Regions from separate parts of the Mus musculus genome. Here region 2 is linked to region 1. A link is a contact called in public HiChIP or PLAC-seq data. All regions are on one chromosome and are shown on one strand. Each heading gives the region's core, a stretch centred on a gene start, on an enhancer-like site or on the middle of the called end of the contact. The rest is flanking DNA. Distances are from core to core; before and after follow the strand shown. Region 1 overlaps Frmd5 (FERM domain containing 5). Region 2 holds the start of Frmd5 (FERM domain containing 5).

Region 1 (7,021 bases), core at 1,957-4,456:
ATTATCAATAAGCAAAACTGGACGTTACTCTCAGATCAGGAGTTCGCAATTCTGTTGGCACAGCAATTCAAGAGGGTGTCTTGGAAAAGGGTCTAGATCTTGAGAAGCTTCTTTTCCAGGGCATGAGTCAAGGCCTGATCCTTGATACGCCAACTCATGAAGGACTTTATTCCTAGCAACATCACCCCTAAGCAACATTGATGTCGTGTCCAAAAGCCTTGAGACCTGACATTGACTTGGCTTCCTCACAGATTCACATCCTTTCAAGTGGCCATGTTTAGAGTTTCCATCCAGACTGAAGGCATGCTCTGGCCAGGACCCTCCGTCCACCCTCAGCATATGTAATGCAGCCCCCATACACTCCCAGCTCACTTTCACATTAGGTAAGAAACAATGACTCTCACCCAGAGCTGGCCACACAGGCGACAGACAGCGTAGTTAGGTCCAGCCTTTTCTTGCCACATCACAGCCTGTACATGAATGCAGGTACTATACTTTTCCACACCTGGCAGCCAGATCTGTTTAAAGCAGCATTGCCACAAATAAAAGGAGTATTTCTACTCTGACATTATAGCAGCATATTGCTAGGGAATAAGAATTTTTCAGTGCTGGGCAGTGGTGGCGCACGCCTTTAGTCCAGGCAGAGGCTGGAGTTTGAGGCCAGCCTGGTTTACAGAGTAAGTTCCAGGGCAGCCAGGGCTATACAGAGAAACCCTGACTCGAAAAACCAAAAACAAACAAATAAACAAAACAAAACAAAAAAAGGATTTTTCAGCTCCATGATAAACTTATGAGATCACCATCACCAACCAAAAAGTTCCTAGGCAGTTCAAATATATATGCACATAAGCATGTATAGTTAGATATAAAGCCTGTTAATAAACAAATATATTTAAAGTAAAATAAGACATGTATAAAAATTTACTACATACTAACTCTCAGGGGTAGTATCAATAATCTCTAAGACAAACACACCAGTCATTCTTTATGTACATGGTAAATAATTAAAAATCAGTAATAAGGTCAGGTAATGGTGGGACACGTCTTTAATCCCAGCACTCAGGAGTCAGAGGCAGTTAGATCTCTGTGAGTTTGAGGGCAGCCTGGTCTACACAGTAAGTTCAAGAAACCCTATCTCAAAAACCAAAACAAGACAAAAATCAATGATAAAAAGTACTTAAAATATCCTTGTGTTTGGAAAATAGTGATCTAAAATTAAGTGAGAATAAAAATACGTAGTGCTAAAACTGAGCAACAATAAAAGTAGCATATATCCAACACTGTAAATATGCAGCTAAAGGGACCAAGGGGAACAGTGAAAACATAATAAAGATGTCTGCTGTTGAAAACACAAGGCATGAGAACTAAAATGGAACATCAAAGCTGTTATTATTTTTATATTGTCACTAATCTTATTTTTAAAATCCAAGAGAGAGATGGGCATTGTGGTACACACCTATAACCGGATAACCGGAGCACTCAGGAGGCAGAGGAAAGGATTCAAGCCAGCTTGGACAACACATATTTTAATTTTTTTTCTTTTCTTTTTTTTTTTTTTTTTTTTTGTTTTTTTTTTGTTTTTCGAGACAGGGTTTCTCTGTATAGCCCTGGCTGTCCTGGAACTCACTCTGTAGACCAGGCTGGCCTCAAACTCAGAAATCTGCCTGACTCTGCCTCCCAAGTGCTGGGATTAAAGGCGTGAGTCACCACTGCCCAGCTTAAATAAAATTTTACAGTTGACTGAGGTTGTAGCTCAGTGGTCTTGGTTTCAATTGCTGCTACCACAAAACAAATAAACCTATCTACCCTAAACTCAAAATCCTCTCATCTTAGCCTCCCAGGTGGTATAAGTATATGCCATTGTGTCCAACTAATAGAAAAATGAAGTGGCTTTTATAAAGAAACTAATTATAACAGCTATAAGCATTACAGGGTAACTGAGGACAAAACAGCATTCAACGACTATGTGCCAGAGCTACCAGACAAAAATATAGTATCTTATTGATCACAAATAGAAATACTTGATAGAATAAATTCAGTTCTCTTCAAATCATCATTATAAACTCAACAATAAAAACCTGACAGTGAATATGGAACTTGAAAATATCATTCTAAAACTCACACAGTTTTAAAGAATAAAATACAATAATTTAAATGGTATGGTTCTAGCTTAAGGGACAGCACAGACCAATGGAACAGAAAAGCAGACTGTCTGGTGCTTATGCAGAAATCTGACGTTGTAGAGTAGCGTGGCAAGTTAGGGAAGAATAACTTGTCCAAAACAAAGGACCCAGGATAACTGGCTACACACAAGGCACATGGGATCTCTCCCCCATAACAAAATAAAAGCAGTAGAAGAAAGAAAAACTTTCCAAGAGAATTAAAACACTGTAGCCGCTTTGACATATTTTCTTGATACGATTTCTTGATTCTCAACAGTTCTCCTTGTTCCTCCTCAAGGGCATCCTGTACCCAGCACTGAATTCACCTTGTCATTTTGAAGCTGCAGGATGGAGTAGGAACATCACTTTCTACCTTGTTATTAGGCTTCTGGTAACACCGTCTGCCTGATGACCACTGCACTTGCAGGCGGGCTGCTACAGAGCTTTATTGGTGTCAGGGAGATGGCTGATACAGAGGTGATTCCCTGAATCCCAGCACTCCCATGGGGTGATGGGAAGTGAGGACAGGAGAATCAGCCAGAAGCTGAGGACCAGCTACCCAGAAGTACTCAGTGTGGCAGCAGAATCAAGAAAGACCCAACAAGGTGGAAGGTAGAGCTGACTCCCAAACGACAGGCATGCCGTGGCACACACCCACCCATTCTCATTGCACATGAAGTAAATAAATAAATAAAATATATTTTCAAAAGTGCTAAGTCATACCCACTGCACACCGGTTAAGCCTCTCACATCTTAGTCTTTTGCAGAGAGCTTTGTATCTCCTCCATGTGTAAGGAAGGCCTTTAGTCTTCCAGTTACTGGTTGTTCTATAGTTAGGCCCATTGTCCTTGTCTGCGGTGACCTTTCCCATGATCACGTTGTCATCAATACACTAGGTTAGTCACCAAATCAATATGCTTTCTATCAAAGGATTGTCTGAAGAATTGATTTAAAATGATCAGAACACCCTAAGGCCTAACAGAAAGCTTCCTCCTCCATGGACTCCTTGGTTCCAATTGACTTAATTACCTCAGCGTTTTGTCTATGGCTTTCCTTCAGGCCTCCGAAGCGTCCATGGAATGTGCTTGCTCTGCCTCTTCTGGGCTTACTGTTGCTAATTACTTCATTTGCATAATCTGCTAGATGGCTACTAAGCCTAAGAAGTAAAACATAATTTGGTTCTAGTGAACTCATAGACACCTAAAAGAACTCAAACTTCTCACCTTAAATCCTCACAAACCACTTAGTAATAATTTTATGTACACATATGAAAAATTAGCACATTTTGCAAAGAGACAAAATTATAAAGACTATACTTTTATAACTTAATTACTACAGCCTCTACGGGGGAACATATAATTATAAAAATGTCTCTTCACAATGAAATTTTCTTCAAAATCCATCACTTCTAAAAATAACTTGTAAATCTAAAAGATGGCCTCCTTAGGGGCAAAGGACAAAATTTGATAGGAAAATAGATATAAGACTAAAACTAAGTCATGCAAATTACTTCAATAAGCCAGGGTTGGTAGCACACACCTTTAATCTCAGCACTCAGGAGGCAGAGGCAGGTGGATCTCTATGAGTTTGAGGTTAGCCTGGTCTACATAGGGAGTTCCAAGCCAGCCAGGACTACACAGTACTCTGTCCTCACCCTGTGCCAAAAAAGGAAGAAAACTAAAGTTGCATTGATAGAGTCCTATGATATCAGCTCAGGGAGTTAAAGCAGGGAGACCCCAAGTTCAAGACCAGCCTGAGCAACAGTGAGGCTTCTCAATAAAAGTATAAGAGCTAGGAATGTGGTTCAGGGCTGGGGAGATGGCTCAGTGGTTAAGAGTACTGACTGTTCTTCCAGAGGTCCTGAGTTCAAGTCCCAGCAACCACATGGTGGCTCACAACCATCTGTAATTAGATCCGGTGCCCTTTTCTGGTGTGTCTGAAGACAGCTATAGTGTACTCACACGCATTAAATAAATAAATACTTTTTTTAAAAAAGAAAAAAGGAATGTGGTTCAGTGATACAACACATCCCTAGGTTTAATTTCCAGGGATGAATTTTTTTTTTTAATTCAAGTTAAGAAAAGGTACCCTAAGATGGTTCATAACAGGAGGTAAACAATGTGTTCTAAGTGCTGATGGAGTTCTAACACTCAGCTCCAAAGATGATGAGGTATCTGCCTGGCCACAAAGGATCTTCCACACATTACACCCAAATCCTGACACCAGAGGATAGAAAATCGTACGCCACCTACACGAAGCGGGCTTATTTGCTCTTCTTGTTGGATTTGCCAATAATGCCTATGATACTTAACTTCTTTAAACAAAACTATAACATTTATTTGGGGAGAGGGTGACACATACAGGACACTTGGAGGTCATGGAGGACAACCTGCAGGAGTAAGTTATTATGAGTTAGTTCCTTTCCACATGGGCCCTTAGGGACTGAAGTCAAGTTATCAAACATGGCGGCAGGTGCCTCTGCCTGCTGAGTCATCTCCTGCTGGCCCCGGAATTTACTGCTATCTGTTCTCAGTGATGTACAAATGAGAATTGTTTCTGGAACTAAGAAATCAGCTATCAGGGCTGGAGAGATGGCTCACTGGCTACTGCTCTTCAAGAGAACCCTGATTCAATTTCCATCATCCAAATGGCAGCTCACATATCCAGTCTCAGGGAACCTGATGCTCTCCTCTGGTCTCCACAGGTACACACAGAAACACAGACGTACATGCAGGCAAAACACACATACATGTTAAGTATGTGTGGGAGGGGAGGGGAGGGGAGAAAGAAGCTACCTGTAAGGACTTTGTATATCACAAGGATGAGCACACAGACAAAGTTTCTCATCGACCACAAAAATTTATGGGATAGGCTACTTTGCCATAAGAAGCCAGTTTTTAAGTATTTGATTACAAAATAATCTTTATGACTCAGTTACCGACAGAATTTAATTCTGAGACAAAATAAACATTTTGTCTTCTATTACAATAGAGGGATCAGAACACATTATTAAATATATTCCTGACAGTAGATAGTAATTGCTCTTTTTACTATTTTTTTAAGGTTCTGGGATCAAACACGGGGCCTTACTCATGCTAGGCTAGTCCTAAGCATTCCCAGTTACAAATGAGAAACTGGGATACAAAATTAAAAGCTAAAAATCAGCAAGCAGCTACTACACATGACCATGAAAGTCCCAAAGCATCTTAGTGTCTGATGCAACAAGTATTTCTGTCTGCTTCTCTTTGCTGTTTCTTTTCCATGAGGAACTAAGCAAAAATGAACAAATCATGTAGTATTGCTATGTGTTTATCTGTGCTATACTCTAAGAATCCTGAGTAGAGTTGGCGAGCTGAAGTATAAGCAAACAGACAAGCTGTACAGAGGGAAAGACTGGCCAAAAAGGACCCAAGGTTTAAGCCTAGTGAAGATGGAGACAGAACCGAGGTCACAAGTCTAATCTACACTGGGACCTCTCTCCCAAGTGGCACTCATATCGTCATCATCATCATCAGACACTCAGGCATTTTACAAAGCCTTAAAGCTACAGGGAGATTAAAGATGAACTGGACTCCTAAAGCCACAGGATTGAAGAATTCAGAGAGTTTCTTGATACTGTCTGCCTTGGGCTTTCTAGTGCTATGATAAAACCCCATGACCAGAAGCAACTTGGGGAGGAGAGGGTTTACTTCATCTTACAGTTCCACATCATAGTCCATTATCAAAGGAAGTCAGAGTAGGAACTCAAGGCAGGAACCTGAAGGAAGGAACTGAAGCAGAAGGTATTGATGGATGCTGCTCACTGGCTTGCTTGCTCCTCATGGCTTACTCGGCCTGCTTTCTTATGTTAGCCAGGACCACCAGCCCAGAGTTGGCACCACACACAGTGGTTTGTATGCTCCCGCATCAGGCTTGCCCAGAGTCCTATCTGGTGGAGGCATTGTCGCAGTTGAGGTCTCCCTCTTCCCAAATGACTCCAGCCTATGTCAAGATGACAAAACCAGCCAGCACAAGGACCCTCTGTCACTCCGCCTCTTACATGTGCACAGACTTTTGAGTGGCTGGCACAAACTCCCAAGGTGAAGCACAAAGTCAGAATTAAGAACTGTCTACATAAGACCTGGAGTTCTATTCCCAGCAGCAGCAGAAAGGGAAGGGGAGAGGGAGAGAAGAATTGAGGAAAGGTGTTTTCTCACCACATTACCAGCCTTCCAGCTCTTTTTTTTTTTTTTCCAAACATGATAGCTTTGACTTTAACAAACAAAACAAAACAAGGGGCTGGAGAGATGGCTCAGCGGTTAAGAGCACTGACTGCTCTTCCAAAGGTCCTGAGTTCAAATTCCAGCAACCACATGATAGCTCACAACCATCCATAATGAAATCTGATGCCCTCTTCTGGTGTGTCTGATAAATAAATAAATCTTAAAAAAAAAAAAACTTTATAAGTGGAAGGACATATTACTTTGGTAAATTCTTCTTCATACTCTCAAGTGTGAACCACTCTGGGAATAGCTTGTAAATATGTAAAGCTGACTCAGCCCAATGCTATTAACCCTTGAGCTGACTGTTCCCTGCCTTTCTCTTACTCACTGAGGAACACGGAGAAACAAAGGGTGGGCAGGAGGGGCCCAGAAGGGCTAGACCCTGGCAGTGAATTACTAAGGAGAAGAGTCCTCATCTACTTCCCTCCCTACATGAGATGTTTTACTGTCTTGGACCCAGAAAGGACTTTCTGACTCAGAGCACCCCAAAGATCCTAACTCTAAACTACAACCGCTTCCCTTTGTTTAAAATGTTATTCAAATGCACCTTCCCGGACTCAGCTAAAAGCTCTAAAGGAACATCCAAGTCACCCATGA
Region 2 (7,021 bases), core at 1,505-4,004, 42 kb after region 1:
TATTGCCATTCTCAAAGTATTAATAATAATGTTTAGCTAAATAGGGAGCCCACGCCTCCCTTCCATATTAAAAACTGTACCGAGTGTTTAACAAGCAAGCACATGTGGGCACACACATATGGGCACACACACAACACAGAGTAGAAATATAAAAAGGAAAAGTTGCTAAGAAAAGCTCAATCTCTAAATGCTTTGTTTGAAAAACTGCATATAAAAATATTAGAATCATATACTGTCTTTTTTCGAACCTTTTCTCATCTGGATAAAAACAAAAGCAAAGCAACATCTAAATAGTAATGTAAAAAAAAAATGGCAAATGTGCTACAATTCCTCTATTTTAGAGGCTACACCAAAACCACCATATACAATGGTTAAGACATCTAGACTGTGCATGGGAGACATGATTCTTATAACATCATAAAAGCAACAAAAAATAAACACAAACACAGTAGAATATAGTAAGCATTACTCCGATAAGTCCAACTTAACTTTAAAGCATTCTTTTTTTTTTCTCCATGACAATAAGAACCATCACCAATTACAATATTAATCAACCTCACCTGCTCAAGGAAGAATAAAAAGTTGCCTTTCCTGAGACCTAAAACCACAAGGTTATCAAACATTTTCAGAGGAGTGGTGTTTCATTTGTACTCTATACCTTGACAAAAGTTAATGATCTACTAAGAAATGTTATGTTACTATATACCACAAAGGTATTCTTAAGATTTATGAAACCTAAACCTCACACTGCCCTCGGCAGGCTATTTTACACATTTGTTAAATTTTTATGCCATTTTTTTAAAGTCAAGACTTTTAAAGCTCTTGACAATGTACTCAAACTGAGAAGGTGTCAATTCCATGCTTTCTCCTCCTCCATTAAAACAAAACGGGGGGGGGGGTGTACATAGAAACAATGACACCATAGAAACAAAAAGTAGCAAGCCACTATGGAGTTGGGAAATAATACATACCATCTCTCCATCACGGTTAACTACAAAAACCCTTTCATTTCATGGCTCGCATTTTTATGGGCATTTAATCTATATTAAGTAGACTTCAAAAGGAGTCTGTGCTGAATCTCTACTCTCCTGGATCTTTGGCAGCAATCAGCACTTAAGCTCAGGGCTTGGGGTGAGGGGCGGGGGGGGGGGGGTGAGAGGGGAAGCGGGGCGGGGGGGCAGGTTTCTGGGGAAGAGGTTGAACTGAGCACAGTCAGCATTAAGCATCTACTCTCTACCCAGGGTCTTTCTCACAAGTCTCTCTCTCTCTCTTTTTAATGGTATTGTGATCTATTAGCAAGACGATAGATAGATGATAGACAGACAGACAGACAGACAGACAGACAGACAGAAGATAGATGGGGGCACCCTGAGGGTTAAATCTAGGCAGGCTCCCCCCCACACACACACACACATCTGTGCTTAGAAGCCTCCTCCAGGTTCTTGCAGGAAAGGAAAGGGATCAGGTGAGACCCTTCTGGGTCCAACTCAAATTTTCTTCTCCACAAAGAGCAGTTTTTGGCGGTGAGCGCAGGGTCCTCTGGTTGAAGAACTAAATCTGTGAGCATGGTCAGTGTTTTCAACCTCTGACTTTACAAAGGACAGACTGCATTCCTGGGGAAAACCATATTAGACTCCTGACGCGCCACACAGCAGTAGTGAAGGAACACAAGCAAGGGGTTGTAAAAACCAGGTTCTGAAAGAAATGCTGTGTGGCATTATTGCATTGTTGGCTTTTCCCTAAGTCCCCGACTCCTTCCAGCCACTGCTAACCTCCAAATCTCTGTGACTTGTTGCTAAATCTTTGCCTCACGCCCCCCACCCCCAGAAATAACCAACACGCTGAGATTTGGGGGTCAAAAGACAAGGAAGGGAGCTAGAGCCTCAAAGCACAGAGGGCTGGGCGCCTTCAATAGGCCACTCTGCATGGGCTGCGCGTTCCGTCTGACTCACAAACGCTCAGGAGAAATTATGACATAAACCTTTATCCTTCCAACCAGGGAGATAAAGGCTGGCTGGCGGGCCTGGCGGGGCCGGGGGAGCCTCAGCCCGCACCCCTCGACGGGGCGGCCCGGGCAGGCGTCTCCCGCCCTACACGCCTAGCTCAGGATGCCCGCCCAAGGTGCTGCCTATCCGCTGGCTGAAGAAGCCGAGACCCGGGGTCCCCCGCCCGAGAAGGCGCAGAGCAGGAGTTGCAGGTGCGGGACGCGACTCACCCCGCAGGGGCGCGCGGCGCGTGGTACCAGTGCCCGGCTGAGCTCGGGCTGGGATGCCGCGCGCCGGGCGGTGCGGCTGCGGGGCGGACAAAGCGCCGCGCCGGGGTTAGAGCTGGAGCGACCCCGGGCGGCGGACCCCGCCAACTTGGCCGAGTCTGGGGAGCCGGATCCCGCGAGCCGGCGGGCGGGCGGGCGGGCGGCGCGGCGCTGACCTGGATGGTGCAGGTGTACTCGCTGTCGTCCAGCAGCCGCACGGTGCAGCTGTACTCGCGCTCCAGACTCCTGCTGCTGCCGCTCATCAACCTGCTCAGCATCTTCCCGCCCGCTCGCCCGTCCTCGGGAGCGACGCGGCGGCGCTGCGGACTCCGGACCCGTCGCCCCTCAGCGCGGCAGCTCCGCGCCGGCCCTTAGCACCTGCACCATCACCCTGACCGGATCGCCACCGCTGCTTCCTCCCGCCCCACTCTTCTTCCTTCTACAGAGCCACCACCGCCTCCCCCAAACCCCAAGCAAGCTGGGTTCTCTCCCGGGCGCCCCACTGCCCGTGCCCAGCTCATGGGGCGGGGCCTAGGTAGGGGGCCAATGGAGGTCAGCGCGGCGGAACCGATTAGCAGGAGGAAGATCCAATCAGAATAAGGAATGGGGATGATGAGCGGGCGGAGGAAGCAATCATCGCAAAACAGCAGTAGTGAGCCCAGTCGGGCCAGCCCCCTAGCGCCCCAAGCCCTGGCTCGCTCCCTTCGCGGGCGGTGGTTGGTATGGATGCTGTTTGTCCTGGACCGGGCCATGTGTGGACACTTCACGAGATCGGTGTCTACAACCTGGAATAACATTTGAGCTGTTTCAGGAGTCAAGACTTGCACCCTGCAACACCCGGTTCTTGCTCTCTTGGAAGCCAAAGCGAGGAGGCGGCACCTGCAGAAAACAGTCACCCACATTCCCGACCTGGCGGCTCTCCCCACCTGTGCGCTGCCCTAAGTCAGCTCCATGGGCCCCTGTGCCTCGAGCACCCTTATTTTAGTGAACATCTGTTTTACAATAGCTATTTACTCTGGTGCAACCACAGAAGCTTGTAAGCGCCCGCGTTTAGCGCTTAGAAAACCCTACGCTCTAACCCTTCTTTTATTTTCAGAAGACAAAAGAAGGCTGAGGTGTGCTCCTTAGCTGGGCAGGGAACAGGAACTGGTGGACCTTTCCTTGTACTTTTAGAAAGAATTATTACATCTTCAGACGTCTGCAACAAAGCACAATGGTCAGGAGCTGTATTGCACAAAGAACCGGGGGGGGGGGGGAAATGCCTCCTTTCCTTTGTGTCCTCCCCATCGGCAGACTTAAAAGTTCCTTTCCACAACTTCGCTAAGAGACAGCCACCTTCAAAGATTTTATTATTAATAATACCAATGTGTGCCTGTGCATGGAATATGAACACTTAGGTACCACGTACGAGTGTGAAGGTCAGAGGACAACTTTGTGGAATCAGTTCCATCCTCCCACCTTTATGTGGTTTCAGTGATTAAACGGATGGCCAGACTTGCCTGACAAGCTATCCCACTGGCTCTCTCTACCTTCAAAGATTTCACTGAAAGGAAATGTTAAATAGGAGTTAGGTTGGAATAGGGGTGTAACCCAGTGGTAGAGCTCTTTCCTAGCAGGTGACAAGATCCAACATTGAAACAATGTCAATCCAAAACATTAGTACTGTGAGAAATATATTCGTTTAAAATAATGAATTATTAATTTCTCATTACATGTATGCTCTTACTATATCAGCATAACACATAACTATTAAAACCCCCTATAGTAGACTAGAAAGAATTCTAACCGTTTTGGGGGGGGCCAGGGGGGCTCAAGACAGGAGCTCACTGTGTAGCTCTGGCTGTACTCAAACTCACTATGTAGAGCAGGCTGGCCTCCAACTCACAGTGATCCACTTGCCTCTGCCACCATCCCACCCCCACTGAGTGCTGGGGTTAAAGTCATGCACCTCTATGCCTGAATCCTATTTTAATTTTAAAATGATTTTGTCTACATGTTTGCCTGAATCAAATCCAAGACTTTGCATTTGCTAAGGATTGGTAGTAGCTCTAATATTGAGCTACATCCCATACTTTTGCATTTTTGAGACAGTTTTATTATGTAGCTCAGATAACCTCAAAATGGATCCCCTTCAAGTTCTTCAGTGTTTGAATTAGAGGTGTTTGACTTTAACAGTGTGTTTTGCTAATATCTTTGAATTTCAATACCACTACCACCCCATATCACCTTAGTATTGCGGACTGCTCCCTTGCTGCATTTAGTAGCCATGGGAAGATGTTCCTCTTTTCAATGCACTCCTAAAATAGTTATGAGGCTAAAACCAAGCAGTCAAATGCTCTGTCTGTTTCACAACCTGGACAGTAGCTGGGACCTGGAATACAGAGGCAGGCATTCTATAAATGATGAACTGATAAATGGAATGATAGGTATGCTATCCCATCTACAACTCCAGAAAGATCCATGAAGAAACTAGGAGCTTCAGGAAGGTCTCATAGAGGAGCATAAGCGTTACTGCGTCGAAAGGAGAGTCGATTAAGTCCAGCCTTGTTGTGTAACTGGGAGAGATGGAAATTTTCAAGCAGGAAGCACTTTTGTCGAAGGCAAAGTTACTATTTGTTATAAAATCTAAAAGAGGAAGGAAAAATATCCAAGAAGCTAGAGGAAACCCATTAGTGTACTGATAGGGATGTACCTCTAACAGGTTATGCAAATAAGCAGCTGTTGGGATAAAAAGGCAAAGCACCATGAATCCAGGCAGCCAGGAGGAACTGAATGCCCCGAATGCTGTCTCCAAAGTAAGATGGTAGACGCAGTCAGGAAGGGCAAGATGGTGGCTGTTATGCAATGTTTCAAGTAGCATCCCAGCTTAGTCAAAGATCTCCTTAGATTAAGATTCACCCATCATTGTGCATATGATGCATCTGCAAGCTGTCCTTTGCTCCTGGATACAGAGCAGAGTGTGGAAAAACAATGAAATACTAGAGTCTAGTGCATGCCTTTAAAATATGAGCAGGAGTCCGGGGGAGACTGGAAAGTCGAACTGAAAAAATACTGTGCTTATTTTTTCACAAGTTTATTGAGCCCAGTACAGAGAAGGATTGTTCATTAAAAGGATCCATATAAGGCTGGAGATGGAGTTCAGTTGGTAGAGGGCCTGCTCAACTTACATAAAACTCTGAGTCCTATTCCATAACCACATAGAATGGGGTGTGTTGGTGTACAGCTATGATCACAGCACTCAGGACACAGAGGCAAAAGAATCAAAGTTAAAGGTCACCCTTCTGCTACAAAGTGGAGTTCAGGCCAGCCTATGCTAAGAACTTGTCTCAAGAAAACAAAAACACAAGGCTTCTTGTGCCTTTGAGAATCACAGTGGTGTGCTTTCATGTCTTCAAGTATAAGGAAGCTATATTTAAAACAAAATTGCAAATTACAATGGTTGAGACCCCCCACCTTCCAAGTTATTAGGATGCTAGCTCCCTTCTCTATTGTGAAGAGGCTTCCAGGTATCCCCGTTTCATTTCTGGCTTCCGGACAAAAGCAATGTAGGGGGAAAAGTTTATTTTCATTTTCATTCTAGGTTATAGTCCATCACTGAGGGAGCCAGAGCATCAGGAGCTTGAAGCAGCCACTCATACTCATAGTCCGAGCAGAGAGAATGAGTGCTTGCACGCTGGTACTCAACTCACCTTCTCTTTTATACACTCCAAGACCCAAACCCAAGGAGTTTACCTTGTACCTCCCACAGATGTGTAGGTCTTTCCACTTCTATTCACCTAATGAAGACAACCCCATACAGATATGCTCACAATCAGATATAGACAGGTCCTCACTGAGACTTCTCCAGTGACTCTAGATTGTGTCAAATTAATATTTAAAAATAACAATCGTGTCAGGGAGGTACCAGCTCCCAGATATGCCTGAAATGTCCTGATGACTTTACTTCAGATGCCCCACTCCTACCACACCCACGCCCTGCTAGTCTCTCCAACCTGGACTGAATTGTGTTAGGTTTTGGCAGGAAGGAGTATCACCTGTTTTTGGTTTTCTTTTATTTGACTTTTTTTTTTTTTATACAGAGTCTCTCTACATAGCCCTGTCTGTCCTGGAACTTACTATATAAGTCTGTCAAACAGGCCTTGAATTTACAGAGATCTATTTGTTTCTGCTCCCAAATGCTGGGATTAAAGGCACATGACACCACACCCATAGTATTGCCTTTTCTTTACCAGAACATCACTAATTCCGGTCCTTCTCATCAAAGTCTCTAGCACACAGTGTAATATCCAAAATGAATTCAAGACCACCCAGTACCTTCCCCCTTCGAAAAGGACTTTCCAAACTGTACTAGCAGGCCAAGTACAAAGCCAGATAAGGAAGCTGGCTGACTAAACAAATGTAAAAACATAGTTTTAGCAGTCAAAATGATTAAGCCTGCGGCTGCCAAAATAATATTAGCTGTTCTCTGAGAAATAACCATAACAAAAATAACAGTTCTCAGAAGAATTCTCCTACCCCCGCCCCACACTGAATTCTGAGAAAAACCACAAACCGCCCTGACCTTGTCGATAGCTATGACGTTAATAGCTGACCCATAAGTTCAAAATGCACTATTACTTTGCTGACCAAATCATAATAACCCACCATGGGGGCAAACAAAGTGAGTCACTAGGCCAAAGGTAGTTACTATGCAAACCAACTAATGCCTGAAAAAGTTACTTGCTACACCAATTAGAATAAGCCAGCTACCCTGTTGCCCAAATCTGCCCC

What was found. HiChIP or PLAC-seq counts read pairs in DNA pulled down with a chosen protein or histone mark.
Region 2: a contact with region 1 is called in an H3K27ac HiChIP or PLAC-seq map of embryonic stem cells, with 8 read pairs. The contact joins the promoter of Frmd5 here to the enhancer-like site in region 1. A contact is called at or near these places in 8 of 484 Hi-C or Micro-C datasets (the C2C12 cell line, cerebral cortex, embryonic stem cells and 3 more), 4 of 115 datasets of contacts at active chromatin or transcription factors (all in embryonic stem cells) and 2 of 9 other capture datasets (adipose tissue and pancreatic islet).

Annotation. Positions count from the first base shown.
Region 1 is chr2:121,761,840-121,768,860 of GRCm38.p6, forward strand. The region is part of intron 1 of Frmd5 (FERM domain containing 5); the gene reads right to left. Among named protein-coding and RNA genes, the nearest start is that of Frmd5, 42 kb to the right of the region's middle. Within about 2 kb of position 3,207, at least 10 of the 459 cell types and tissues checked have an H3K27ac peak or open chromatin away from gene starts, as enhancers often do. A contact at or near this core is called in embryonic stem cells, where this site is marked.
Region 2 is chr2:121,804,303-121,811,323 of GRCm38.p6, forward strand. Frmd5 (FERM domain containing 5) reads right to left here and starts at 2,755. Exons shown (of 14, transcript NM_001360084.1): 1 at 2,428-2,755. The coding sequence starts at 2,529.